2 separate regions of the Pan troglodytes genome follow, and region 1 is linked to region 2. Evidence: chromatin contacts called from public Hi-C data. All regions are on one chromosome and are shown on one strand. The core of a region is the stretch at or near the end of the contact, and the rest is flanking DNA. Distances in the headings are between cores, read along the strand shown. Region 1 overlaps AUTS2 (activator of transcription and developmental regulator AUTS2). Region 2 overlaps AUTS2 (activator of transcription and developmental regulator AUTS2).

The links. A called contact is a pair of places that touch in the nucleus more often than the background predicts.
Region 1: a contact with region 2 is called in a Hi-C map of induced pluripotent stem cells, with 3 times the contacts expected there. The contact joins two enhancer-like sites. A contact is called at or near these places in 2 of 7 Hi-C or Micro-C datasets (induced pluripotent stem cells and stem cell-derived neural progenitor cells), 1 of 1 datasets of contacts at active chromatin or transcription factors (stem cell-derived excitatory neurons) and 1 of 1 other capture datasets (stem cell-derived neural stem cells).

The regions. Positions count from the first base shown.
Region 1 is chr6:79,312,382-79,318,909 of NHGRI_mPanTro3-v2.0_pri, reverse strand. The region is part of intron 5 of AUTS2 (activator of transcription and developmental regulator AUTS2); the gene reads right to left. Among named protein-coding and RNA genes, the nearest start is that of GALNT17, 440 kb to the left of the region's middle. Within about 2 kb of position 2,614, at least 20 of the 24 cell types and tissues checked have an H3K27ac peak or open chromatin away from gene starts, as enhancers often do. A contact at or near this core is called in induced pluripotent stem cells, where this site is marked.
Region 2 is chr6:78,792,455-78,798,960 of NHGRI_mPanTro3-v2.0_pri, reverse strand. All of the region lies in intron 4 of AUTS2 (activator of transcription and developmental regulator AUTS2), which reads right to left. Among named protein-coding and RNA genes, the nearest start is that of AUTS2, 560 kb to the right of the region's middle. Within about 2 kb of position 2,105, at least 3 of the 24 cell types and tissues checked have an H3K27ac peak or open chromatin away from gene starts, as enhancers often do. A contact at or near this core is called in induced pluripotent stem cells, where this site is marked.

The sequences.
Region 1 (6,528 bases), core at 1,365-3,864, 520 kb before region 2:
ACGTGATCCTCATGTCTGAACCAAACTTGAGGATGCCATTATTATGATGCCGATCAGTAAGTTATTAAGGAAGTAAGTCTGACCGGATATTCAGAGAGGCTTAGGAGTGTATCTTCGACTAAAAGCTTTCTAAGCCCTTACTTGGCTGATCCAAGTCACAGGGCTGGACACCATGCCTCTTGCAACTGGGAAAGGGGGTGTCTCAGAAAGCCCTCCCCAGAAAAACACCCAAAAGATGACGACTGCAATGGAGCTCTGGCTGACCGTGAAAACATTCTGGATCCCTTCTCTCTCCTATCCAGGTGGTTACAACTGTGGCCGGCCACTGTCCTAACAAGTCAGAAGAGAGCTTCTTTGCCAAAATCTTCAGGGGAAACGACACGAGTACCCTTTGCTTTTCCTCAACGAACTTTCCTTCTACTTAGGGTTTTAGGGCATTTGTACAAATGATTTGGTTCCTTGGGTCTGAATCTTGGGGATGTTTATCATTTTCGTTGCTTTCAGAAAATAGTCTGCATTTCCTTCTATTACCTGGACCATTTTCCTGGCTTTTTAAAAAAAATTATTATTCAAATGGAAAAGCGGCGAGCCCAGAATGAGCCGACGAATTGAGCTCTTCCTTCTCTCGAACACGGGGGCACCTCTACCCGCTACAGACTTGAAGATTTTACTCACTTCCTTTCATCCCCTCGCTCGGTTTTGGAGGGTAGGGGCATGAAGTGGTTGAATCTAAAACTGACAGAAAACCAAACCTCTCTTTTGGCTGCTTTTTATTTAAGGGAAGGGGGAATATGTTTTTTTGTTTTTTTTGGATGTAAAAAAAATATTGCTAGAAGCCGTAGTTGGCGTTTAAAGGAAAGTTAAGTAAGTGAAACAGATTGGAGGCGGGAACGCGGAGAATAAGGAAAACTTATAAAAAGCCGTGCGTGCAGACGGGGTGGGACCCAGCGATTCCTGCTCCAGGCCCACCCTCACTCCCTTCGGACGCAGACCCCGGGGGCCGCCCTCCGCACCCGCACAGGCGAGAAGGGGGGCTTTCGAACAACAAAACAGAAACCTCCTGGAAACTTAAGCGCGAGTTCTTTCTCCCGCTGCCGAACCCGAGCCCAGATCTCCTTTCGCCTCCCTTGGCACCGGGTGCGGGCCGGGATCCCGACCTCCGCGCTGGGGAAGCGCGACCCCAGGAGCGGGCAGCGCCACGCTAGGGCCCCCAGCTCAAGCGGACGCAGGCCCCGGCCCCCTCCTCACATCGGAGCTCGGCGGCGAACGCCAGGCCCTCCCGGGCACGACCGCGCAGCTCCGGCCGAGCCCGGCCGGCCGAGGGAGGAAAGTACAAAGGCGGGCGACAGGGCCGCAGAGCGGGGAGGAAAGAAGGGAGGAGGGGTAGCGAAGGGGCGCTTGGGCGCGCCAGACGGGAGAAGCCCGCCCCTGCCACCCCTGCCCGCCGGCCCGGCCGCCGCAACAAAAGACCCCCGACCCGGCCGCCTCCCTTCCGACCGCGAGAGGTAGGCAAGCGAGCCGCGCCCCGGGGGCTTCATTACCTGGTTGCAAAGGGTTAAACGGTCCGGTCAGCCCCAAGTTCATGGTTTGGTTCCTTAGCAGGACTCCCGAAGGGCGATCGTCAAAGACCAGGGGGGAATCCACCAAAACACACGAAGAGAAAACGCCCAACTCTCGACCCGGCTCTGTCCACAAGAGTCTCTGGGCTCCTTCCTCGCCAAAGTCCGAGAGCGGAGGCGCCGAACCAGATCCGAACCGGGCAACAGCTTCGGGGCGACCGAGAGCCGGCGCCGCGCGCACACATCCAGCGCGGCCGAGGCCCCGGGCGGCGGGAGGAGCGCGCCCGCCGAGATCGCCCGGCCCGCGCTCGCCACTGTCTCCCCGCCGCTCCTGCGGCGCGCGGGGCCGGGCTGGCGCGGCGGGGGCTAGCAAGGCGCGTCCCGGGCCGGCCGGCGGGAGGGCGAGGCGGAGAAGAGCGGCCTGAGCCGCCGCCGCGGCGCGCGGAGCTAAGAGCGAGGCGGCGGCGGCGGCGACAGGACAAAGGAGACCATGTGCGGAGGGAGGGAGGAGGGAGAGGGAGGAGGAGGAGGAGGGCGCGCGGCGGCTTCTCCCCGGCGGCCGCCCGGGGCTCCCCGACAGCCGGTCCCGCCTCTCCAGCCGCGCCGCGGGCTGCCTGGTCCTGGGCCCGCCGCGGTGCTGGAGGGAGCCGCTCCGGGAGTCTGGATTTTGTGCGGATCTCGCCGGCGCGCGGCCCAGGAGGCGCTGCAACGGCGGGGCGCGGGGCGGCGGCGCCTCTGGCCGGAGCTTGCGGGCTGGCGGGTGAGCGCCCGGGGCTGGCTGGGCTCCGGCCCGCGCTCGGCTTGCCGGCGCCTGCCTCTCCCGCCGGTTCACAGCTCAAGTGAACTCCATCGGCGGCCGCCGCGGGCTCCCTGGCTGGACGGTAGCAGGAGGGGGCGGCGGCTACGCGGGGGCCCCTTGCTCCGGACTTCGCTCCCCGACTGCGCCGAGCGCGCCTCCTCCAGACGCTCGCAGCTCTCGGAACGGGACTTCCTCGGCGCGCCGAGCCCGAGCCGCCGGTGCCACCGCCCCTCCTCCGTCCCGCCCCGCGCGCCCCGCCCCTCGCCGCCCCTCCTCTCGTCCCCGGCGCCGGGTCGGCCCAGCGGAGGCGCGGTCCCCAGGCGCGACATCGACAGCTGTTGCTCCCCCCGCGGCTCGAGCCCTCGGCTCCCCCCGGCTGCCTTCCTTGCGGGCGGGCGCGGCGGAAACTGCACCGCTCCTCGCCCTCCCCGCAGTTGCCGCTTCCAAGATTGCGCCATGGCAGGGAAAGGCCACTAGGCCCGCAGCCTGGGGTTGAATTGCCACCAAGCCAGTCACATCTGCAAAGAGCAGGCTCTCTGGGCGGTTGTGAGGGCTCAGTGGGAAAGTCATGTATGTAAAAGGCCTGGCACATAGTAGGCGCTCAATACAAAATAATCATTGCATTGTGGAAAATGGAGACGGGGATCACGGTCTGGGTCTCAGAACACAAAGGTCTTCACCTAACCTCCTTCCCCACCACAGCCGACTGACCGCAGTGTGTTCGGTTTGATGAATAACTTAAGAGCATGAACTGGCCACTTACAAATCCTCTCCTCCCAACTCCTCACACCCTCTGACACGTGCACACCCTGCATCCACAAAAGTGGAGCCTGTTGCTTCCCCTGGCATTCACCGATTGTAGGGAAAGAATGAAAGCAATGGCAAAGCCTCGCTACATGGGCAGCAGTTATGTCTATCATCCTAACATGTATCGTGTCTGTATCCCCTAGAGCACAGTGCAGTGCCCCCAGAGGGTGTGGGGGACTGAATGGCCAGAAATGAGGCACTCAGCAGATTCCCCTGAGCAACCCACTCCCACCAGAACACACCCGGGGCGAGGAAACCCTCTGAAAACATCTGGAGTTTTAATTCCACACCTGCAGCTTGACAAGGTTCCTCCTTGGTGCAGAGGAAAAGCTGCTGCAATTTTCCTAGTACAAGAAAAAGGGCAAGCAAGGCCTAGGTTGCAACTGGTAGGGTTGTGGAGTACAGTGGGCACACCAAGGTGGGGTGAGAGGAAAACTTCAGTTCTAAGTCCCCTCCCAGTGCCACCGTTACCTGGAGTGTGGCTGAGGAAGAGAGGAAGAGAACAGGGGTTGGGAGAGATGCACACCACATATGAATGACATGCAGACTGGTTTAAAGTAATGATGGCCACTCCTTGCCTCTTTGAAGTTGCATGTCTATCACTATTTGATTTCATGGCACTCTTGAAAAACCTCTCAAGTTAAAAAAAAAAAAAGGTGGGGGTGCTTGCTATATGGCATACTTCCCCCTCCTCTAGCCTCTAAGTTTGGAAATAAGAAGCCTTCTCTCTCTAGCTTCATCACCCCCTCCCCCAAACTGGTAGCACAATGTGGTGTTATACAAGTCTTTTTAAAAAGATAGGTAACAGTGATTTTTCTCTACCACTGCCTCCTGAGAAGTCAAAAGAAAAGGCATCTCAGAAGGTATAGGTTTGGAGATGGATTTTCCAGTTGCTTACAAGATGTCACAATACCCAGCTGTGGTCCTCCAGCGAGGCGGCATTCATTCTGAAGCTGTTTAGACAATACCAGGATAGCTCAAAGGCGGACATGAAATGTTCTAGAGAAGACATTAAAAGGTTGTTTCTTTTGGAACAATCAAAATGGAACAGTTTTCTTATCTTGTTGTTCTAGTAAAATCGGTGTTACAGGGAAGAAACTGCCTGAGCTCCTGCACCATCCCCTACAGGGTAAACTGAGAGCACGACGGCATGGCAGCTTAGCTGACCAGCTGAAACCACTTGGCCCTCCAGGGTGCTTTCATTAGGTGGCACTTCTGACATTTATCATGCCTTGCATTAGATTGTCATCAGTCTGGGCGCAGTTGCTCACGTCTGTAATCCCAGCACTTTGGGAGGCCGAGGCAGGTGGATCACTTGAGGTCAGGAGTTTGAGACCAGCCTGGCTAACATGGCGAAACCCCGTCTCTACTAATAAAATGTGTAGAGGTGCACACCTGTAACCCCAGCTACTTGGGAGGCTGAGGCAGGAGAATCGCTTGAACCTGGGAGGTGGAGGTTGCAGTGAGCCGAGATCACGCCATGCCACTGTACTACAGCCTAAACAACAGAGTAAGACTTTATCTCAAAAAAAAAAAAAAAAAAATTGTCATCAATGGTTACCAGGGATTAGGCCTCAGATGACGGCCTCAGCCAGATCTGCATGTGTCCAGATCTTTTGATGATCTCTCATCAAGAGGAACCTGGGAACGCCAAAAGCCAAGCCTCTGACCACTGTGGCCACCTCCAGTGCTGCTCCCCAGGGTCCCCTGGCTGGCCCGGTTGCAGAACACCACCCACTGTGACCTGCTCCATTTCTCATCCTCCCTCCAGACTCACGAATGAGCCCATTTCTGACTGGTTTCCAAACTGCTCTATTCCCTATGCTTTCTGGAAGCGGGGATGGGAATGAATGTCAAAATTGGAGGGGACCAGGTACACAACAGCGTCAGAAGTAGGAAGAAGGAAGAAAGAAGACTAAATTCGATAATCCATATATTAGGGACTGAATCCAGGTCAGAGGGCTTTCAATAATCAGGAAGATTGGTTTTTTTTTTTCCTTGAGAAATTTAATTTCCTTTTATTGGAGTTTTAATATAAAGATGCCAAGTCAAAGGCTGGAAGCTATCTTTTCTGTTACATGGAGGTGGATTAACATACTAAACACTAATGGCTTCTTAACATCACCTTTAGCCTCTGAACCCAATCTAAGGAGAACAAGTCTTAGAAAGCGGCAACCCTTTCTAATAGAAAGCAGAGAGCAAGAATGTGGACTCAATTTCCACTCTGGTGTTAGATTAATGATTTCAGAAATAATTTTTAATATATGCCCAAAGATCTTAGCCAAGTTTATGATTAATCAGTTAAAAAAATGTAAAGCTATGTTAAAATATGGAGCCTTCTTCCTCAAATCTCAAAAATACGTCTAAAGATTTAAACTAGGTTTAAAAACAAAGGGAAATTCTTGTAAGTCAATCTATACTTTCAAATTCTTATTAATTTATTAACTTATTTAAGAGACAAGGTCTCACTTTGTCACCCAAGCTGGAGTGCAGTGGCACAATCATAGCTCACTATAACCTGGAACTCCTGGGCTAAAGCAATCCTCCCGCCTCAGCCTTCCAAGTACCTGGGACTACAGGTGTGTACCACCACGCCCAACTAATTTTTATTTTTTGTACAGACAAGGTCTTGCTATACTGACTAGGCTGGTCCTAAACTCCTGGCCTCAAGTGATTCTCCCACCTTGACCTCCCAAAGTACTGGGATTACAGGCATGAATCACTCTGTCTGGCCTATACTTGCAAATTCTTAAAAATTATAATCTGAGATGGGATTCAATTTATACCACAAATTACCAGATTTAAGCTAAATATATTTTAGCAAAATATTTCTTAGAAATTCTAGTCTTCTGTTAAGCGTTTTATACAGAGAAAGTTCATTAATTTCATTGTGCTCCCCCTCCTAAATATAATGAAGTTCAGGCACTCTCTAACAGCGCATGTGCTGTGTGCTTCTTGAGGTGGTTTAAAGGAAGAGGAAGTCTTCACCAGAATTTCCTCGAACCTTTCGTTATGGATGGTGTAGTTTTAAAAGATCACTAGGTGATTGAAGGAGGGTGATAACTCCAACTAGCCTCGGGAAGGATGTCACCATGCCTGGTTTATTTCTGAAACTATGGAAGTCTCCATTCTTTTCAAGTTCTAAAGGTTCTGCAAGCTCTGAAAATCCAAGTTTCTACTTGTTCTTCAGGGTAGAGGTTTGGAGCTGGGCCCCGGAGCCAGCATCAGGTTTATAATCGTGGCTCTGCCATTTCTGAGCCAGGACAGCTTGGGTAAATCTCTTCACTCTCCCTGCCTCAGTTTCCTTATCTAGGAAGTGAGATAACAGGAGCCACACCTCTTGGGGCCTTTGTCAGTAACAGT
Region 2 (6,506 bases), core at 856-3,355:
ATCACTCATGTGTTCACTGGAGTAGCACCTATTATTTCCTTTAATCACTTTTCCTTTGCATTCACAACTTGGCCAACAGGTGCAAGAGACTTAGCTTTCAGCCCATCTTGGCTTTCAACATGCCTTCCTTACTAAGCTAAATCATTTCTAGAGTTTGATTTATTCAAGTGAGTGACATGAGACTCTTTTTTCACTCAAACACTTAAAGTCCAGTGTAGTGTTATTAACTGACCTAATTTCAATATTGTTGTGTCTCAGGGAATAGGAAGGCCAGGGAAGGAGAGAGAGAGAGAGGAAAGGCAGGTTGGTGAAACAGAACACACACTGTTCTTATATGGGCGAGGTTTATGTCACTCCAAAATAACTAAAATAGTAACATCAAAGATCACTGATCACAGATCACCACAACAGTTATAACTATAATAAAAAAGTTTGAAATAGTGCAAGAATTACCAAAATGTCACACAGAGACATGAAGTGAGCATATGCTGTTGGAAAAACGGTGCTGACAGACTTGCTTGATGTAAGGTTTACACAAAACTTTAATTTGTAAAAAATACAGTATCTGCCAAGCACAATAAAGCAATGTATGCTCATATTAGTAAAGAACTTATTGGAAGTACGAATGAATGACATATAAAAGACAAGTACATGCTACTGTCATGTAAATATGCCAGATGCTGTTTCTGTCCCCCAATTAATGCCAGAAAGGATTCCACAAAATGTGAATGGCTCATTGCAGAGACTGAGATAGAATGCCTTCCGTCAACATTTTCTTTCTCTCTTTCTTTTTTTTTTTTTTTTTTGAGACGGGGTCCCGCTCTGTTGCCCAGGCTGGAGTACAGTGGCGCGACCTCGGCTCACTGCAAGCTCCGCCTCCCGGGTTCACGCCATTCTCCTGCCTCAGACTACAGGCACCCACCACCATACCTGGCTAATTTTTTGCATTTTTAGTAGAGACAGCGTTTCACTGTGTTAGCCAGGATGGTCTCGATCTCCTGACCTCGTGATCCACCCACCTCGGCCTCCCAAAGTACTGGCATTACAGGCATGAGCCACTGTGCGAAGTTCCCCAAACTCCCAGTGGTAAGAGACTCTACATCTTAAAAGAATTCAATAGGAAGAAATTGAAATCCCACAGACATTTAGTATACACTCTCACTCTGGCCAGGCCAGTGAATCCTCAACCACTACTACTTACTAGGTATCAAAAAATGTAATTGCATATACTTTGCAGCAAAATCAATCCTTTTAGAATCCTTGAAGGTTTGGAGAAAAGTTTACAAATTGTGATGAATTTCATGGGCCAAATCCTATGAACTGAGAGTCATCAATTATCATTGATTAATCAACTATAATAATGATGTTTCATAATCATTATATTGTAGACATAATAATAATGAAGGCAATGCAATTTGCTCTCAAAAAGCTTTGGCAGGCAATAGCACTGTCTAATAAGGATGCAGCTGGGCAAATAGCTTATGGTGTTGAGAAATATTAAAATAAGCAAAAGTGCATAGGGAAAGAAGGCATTAGATATACATATTTTCAAGTTATTAAAAATTGAAAAAATATAAAGGTGAGATTAATGTTACAGAATCTATCTGCATCTCTAGAAATGAAGGGTTTAGATTATATGAAATATTTTCTACTCTCAAGGATGTACTCTAGCTAGAAAAAGAACCATTGCATAGAATCTGAATGAGTGATGGGCTGAGAAGCATCTGATGAAATCGAAGAAGGAAAATAAAATTTCCCATGAAAGAACGTTCTTTAATTACGAAGAAGGTTGTCTGGGATTACCTTACAGAAACCTTGCAAATCCTCGCTCTTTATACCTGGTAAAATGAGAGCTACCTGGAAAGCTGTATTTCCTGCCTTGCTCTTTCAGGTCCACAGAGACAAAAGAACTGAGAATATAGAATCAGCAGCAGCACAAGACATCCTGTAAATGCTGGGGAACAGAGAGATCAGGCCATAGATCCACCACTCCATGGCCATATAGGAAGTTTGCAGCTTTCAATACTGTCAGTGTCGTGCTGGCTAAACACAGGGGGTTAGGAAAAGCAACGACAGAGTGAGGGAAGCTTGGTGAGGAGGAAAGAAAGGGTTTCCATCACAAAGCAACAGCAATGGAGAGAAACTCAGGGCAGACAGGAAATCTGCAGTCATCTGACCCCAGAAATGCAGAAAGAAATGTAGTCCTTCGTCTTAAAAAGCTCTGACCAAGAAAAGAAGGAGGGAAAAACTACCCCCCCCCCAAAAAAAAAACTTGTTTATAATAAAGACTACATTCTGTAGCAATTTCCCAGATTCCTGGGGTTAGAAATCTAGATTGCCAATGGATAAGTGAGCCTTAAAATCACATCCCTGCTGACAAAAATTCATTTCTTATAACCGTCTCCATTTACCGGAATGCTGAATCTTTCCCATGGGGAAGGAACAAATGAAAATGTTATTTCTCTGCTCATGAACTCATACCTTTCTGTCTGCTTTTCACTGTTGGCAATTTCATTCTCCTCCAAATTTGACTAAAGCCCGTGACCTGAGGGAAATAATGTCTATATAATAATCTTCTGAAACTCTAATTCTGAGTCATGTTTTTTTTGGATGTTGCCTCGCAGTTTATGAAAATTGCACTGAGCTATGAAATGTAAGTGATGTGATGTCTCTGCCTAACATAATCATTTTGCTGGTGAACATGTTGCAAATACTAATGAAAAGGAGGCTCCCACAAAAGCCATGAAAGCTGGTTAATGGCAACAGTCTAGCAGCAGTGGCTCCCATCTTCCTCACATTCCTCTCAGAATAGAACTGCAAAGGGTAAAGGACAGGTGGGCAAACACAGTCAGAAAAAGGGGAAGAATTCGCTTCCACTGTGACCCCTTCCTTGTTCCCCTTGCCTGAAATCTTATCAATGTCTGTGAGTTTGGGAAAATGGCATGCAATCCAACAGTTTGGGAACAACAGAGTACTAACTTTCCATTTTAAAGAATTTTCAATTTTGAAATAGGCTCAGTTATCTGTTTTAAGTCAGTTTAGCCATACAGTGTAATCAATGAGGATTTCTCCATGAGACATACAAATAACTACAGAACCTGGCAGTAGACCCAAGAAGGCTGAAATTTCCATCTACCATTCAGTGAATTTACCACAATGAAAGGGACTAAAGACTATGTTTTTACTTTTTCCCCAGTCATTTAGATCTATTCAGTGTGCAAGCAAGGGAATTAAATAGAGTTATAAAGGCAATGTGCCCCGGCCGGGGGCGGTGGCTCGCACCTGTAATCCCAGCACTCTAGGAGGCCGAGGAAGGTGGATCACGAGGTCAGGAGTTCAAGACCAGCCTGGCCAAAATGGTGAAACCCTGTCTCTACTAAAAATACAAAAATTAGCCACGCGTGGTGGCAGGCACCTATAATCTCAGCTACTCGGCAAGGTGAGGTAGGAGAATCGCTTGAACCCGGGAGGTGGAGGTTGCAGTGAGGTTGCAGTGAGCTGAGATCGCACCACCGCACTCCAGCCTGGGGGACAAGACTTCATCTCAAAAAAAAAAAAAAAAAGAAGATAACGTGCCCCTAGTATATCCCATCTCAAAGAGCTTGGACCTTTTAACATAAATGTCTGTGATCTATAATGCTTGTTCATTTACCTTTACTACCAAAATAGAAATGGAAATAATATAAAACTTTAAAACTTATTAACATATTTAGGCTAGGCGCGGTGGCTGTAATCCCTGTAATCCCACCAGGAAGGCCAAGGCAGGCGGATTGCTTTGAGCTCAGGAGTTCAAGACCAGCCTTGACAACACGGTGAAGCCCCAACACTACAAAAATACAAAAATTAGCGGTGGTATATGCCTGTAGACCCAGCTACTTGGGAGGCTGAGGTGGGAGGATCGCTTGAGCCCAGGAGGTAGAGATTGCAGTGAGCTGAGATCATGCCACTGCACTCCAGCCTGGGCGAAGAAGTAAGACCCTGTCTCAAAAAAAAAAAAAAAAAAAAAAATACTTGCATTTAGCTATCAAATTGCCTTTTGAGAGACAGTGGATCAAAGATTTTGTGAGTTTTTTTTTTAATTAAAAAAAAACCTCTATTATTTGAAATTCCCTCCCCTCTCCTGATTCCCAGCAAATGAATGTTTTTAATAGTTTCCAATTTTCAGCAAGTATTACTGCAATTGTATTTGGATCTTGAGGCTATTTAGGGAATGATGCAATGTTACAAAATTAAGCAGCAAATAAAGTTTTGTAAGTAACCCACACCACACATATGTGGCATCACTATCTAGAATTTGCCAACCCCCATTTTACCAGTAATACTAACAGGAAATAATTAGCAAGCATTATGATCAAATACAAAATCATACCCCGTAATGTTTCTCGTGAAGACAATTTTATATGTTGAATTGGTAGATATTTAAATGAGTTTGAGGCATTAGTAAATCACTTCTGGTTCTCACTGAATATATTTCATGAAACCTCTGCATTCTACAGCCATATGGCACTCATAATTTTAAAAAATCAAATTAATAGTATTCATGACCATGAAGTCTTCCCAAGGCTAAGAAAAGGAATAGTGCTTTAGGTGCTAATATCATGGTCACAATTGTTTTTAAGAATTAATAGGCCATATGCGGTGGCTCATGCCTGTAATCCCAGCACTTTGGGAGGTAGACGCAGGCAGATCATGAGGTCGGGAGATCAAAAGCGTCCTGGCTAACACAGTGAAACCCCGTCTCTACTAAAAATACAAAAAAATTAGCTAGGTGTGGTGACACGCGTCTGTAGCCCCAGCTACTCGGGAGGCTGAGGCAAGAGAATGGCGTGAACTCAGGAAGCAGAGCTTGCAGTGAGCCAAGATCGCGACACTGCACTTCAGCCTGGGTGACACAGCGAGACGCCGTCTCAAAAAAATAAAATAAAATAAAATATTAATAATCATTTGTCATAAGCTCTGTAGCATCTCTCCAAAAATAACGCATTTGAAATACTTAATCCAGAAATATTATTTTTTCCTTAAATAAAACAACTCTTATTTCAACAAATTTTAAAAATCATCAAAATAAACCCTAAGCCCTGAGCCTGTTTTCTATCCATCTCATGTAACTAATCTAAATCTGCCAAGGACATCTAAACACATTTGAAAAATGGAAATATTTTATTGGGATTATTAAAATCTCCAACAGCTTACCAGGACTGCAAACCAATTTTTTTTTCTTCTGTTAGAGAATACCTAGCATTCTGGGTTACCTAACAATAAAGAGGAAATGATGACCTAATATTCAGGGCAAAAATATTATGGCCACACAAGTGACTGGTACAAATCATGTATTTCCAGGAGTAAAAATAAAAAGTCCTCTCACCAGCACACAGAGAACTTTATATTCTTCATTATTAAAGAGTCATATTAAAACTAATATTAATTTCTAAACACCAAGACTTTTAAAGACTCTAATTTTCAATACATATCGAGAATTCATACTCTTACTGCTATTTTATTACATAATGTTCTTCAAAAATATCTAGACAAATTCTGCTTCTTTAAAAGCAGAGCAGGCCAGGTGCACTGGCTCACACCTGTAATTCCAGCACTTAGGGAAGCCAAGGCGGGCAGGTCACCTCAGGTTCAGGAGTTCAAGACCAACCCAGTCAACATGGTGAAACCCTGTCTCTACTAAAAATACAAAAATTAGCCAGGTGTGGTGGCAGCGCCTGTAGTCCCAGCTACTCGAGAGGCTGAGGCAGGAGAATCTCTTGAACCTGGGAGGCAGAGATTGCAGTGAGCCAAGATCACACCACTGCATTCCAGCCTGGGTGTCTGCCCTAATGCTTCCTACCCAGGCAGCTGAAAATATTGGGAGAGTTTAGAAACCACCGTGAGGAAAGGCATCTTGCTCAGAGAGCCTGCATAAATGTTTGTAGACAGACTGATGGTCACAGATCTGAAGAATCAATTCACACCTGAAGATCAACGAGTTCAATTACAAAATACTCAGGAGTACCACTGGAGTGTAAAGCTAACTAAATTCATGGATATTCTGTAACTTCCTTAATAATGTATCAGAAAGCTTCAAGTGTATTTTTTCAGCCTGATTAGTTGTCAAGTTCAAGGAATTTAATTTTATCCAAAGAAATCACATTCCCCAAACAAGTCTTGTGACTTAGTACGTCCTTATGCCAAATGTACTTCAAATATATTGTGCACTACATTAATATAAATTCCGAGAGAATGTCACTGTCATCAATATATACACATGTGCAGTCTAGACTGTACTTCTGTATATTTTTTAAATGCCTAGAAAAAAGAGGCATGTAAACTGTAAAAATCAAATTAGATTTGAGACTTACTCTTTGATATGGGTTATTTAAAAGTATGTTATCGAATTTCCAAAAATTTGAGGACATTCCGGGTATCCTTCTGTTACTGAGTTCTAGTTTAAGTCTGTTGTGGTCAGTGAACATAATTTGCATCATTTCAATGCTTTTACACTTATTGAAATTTAC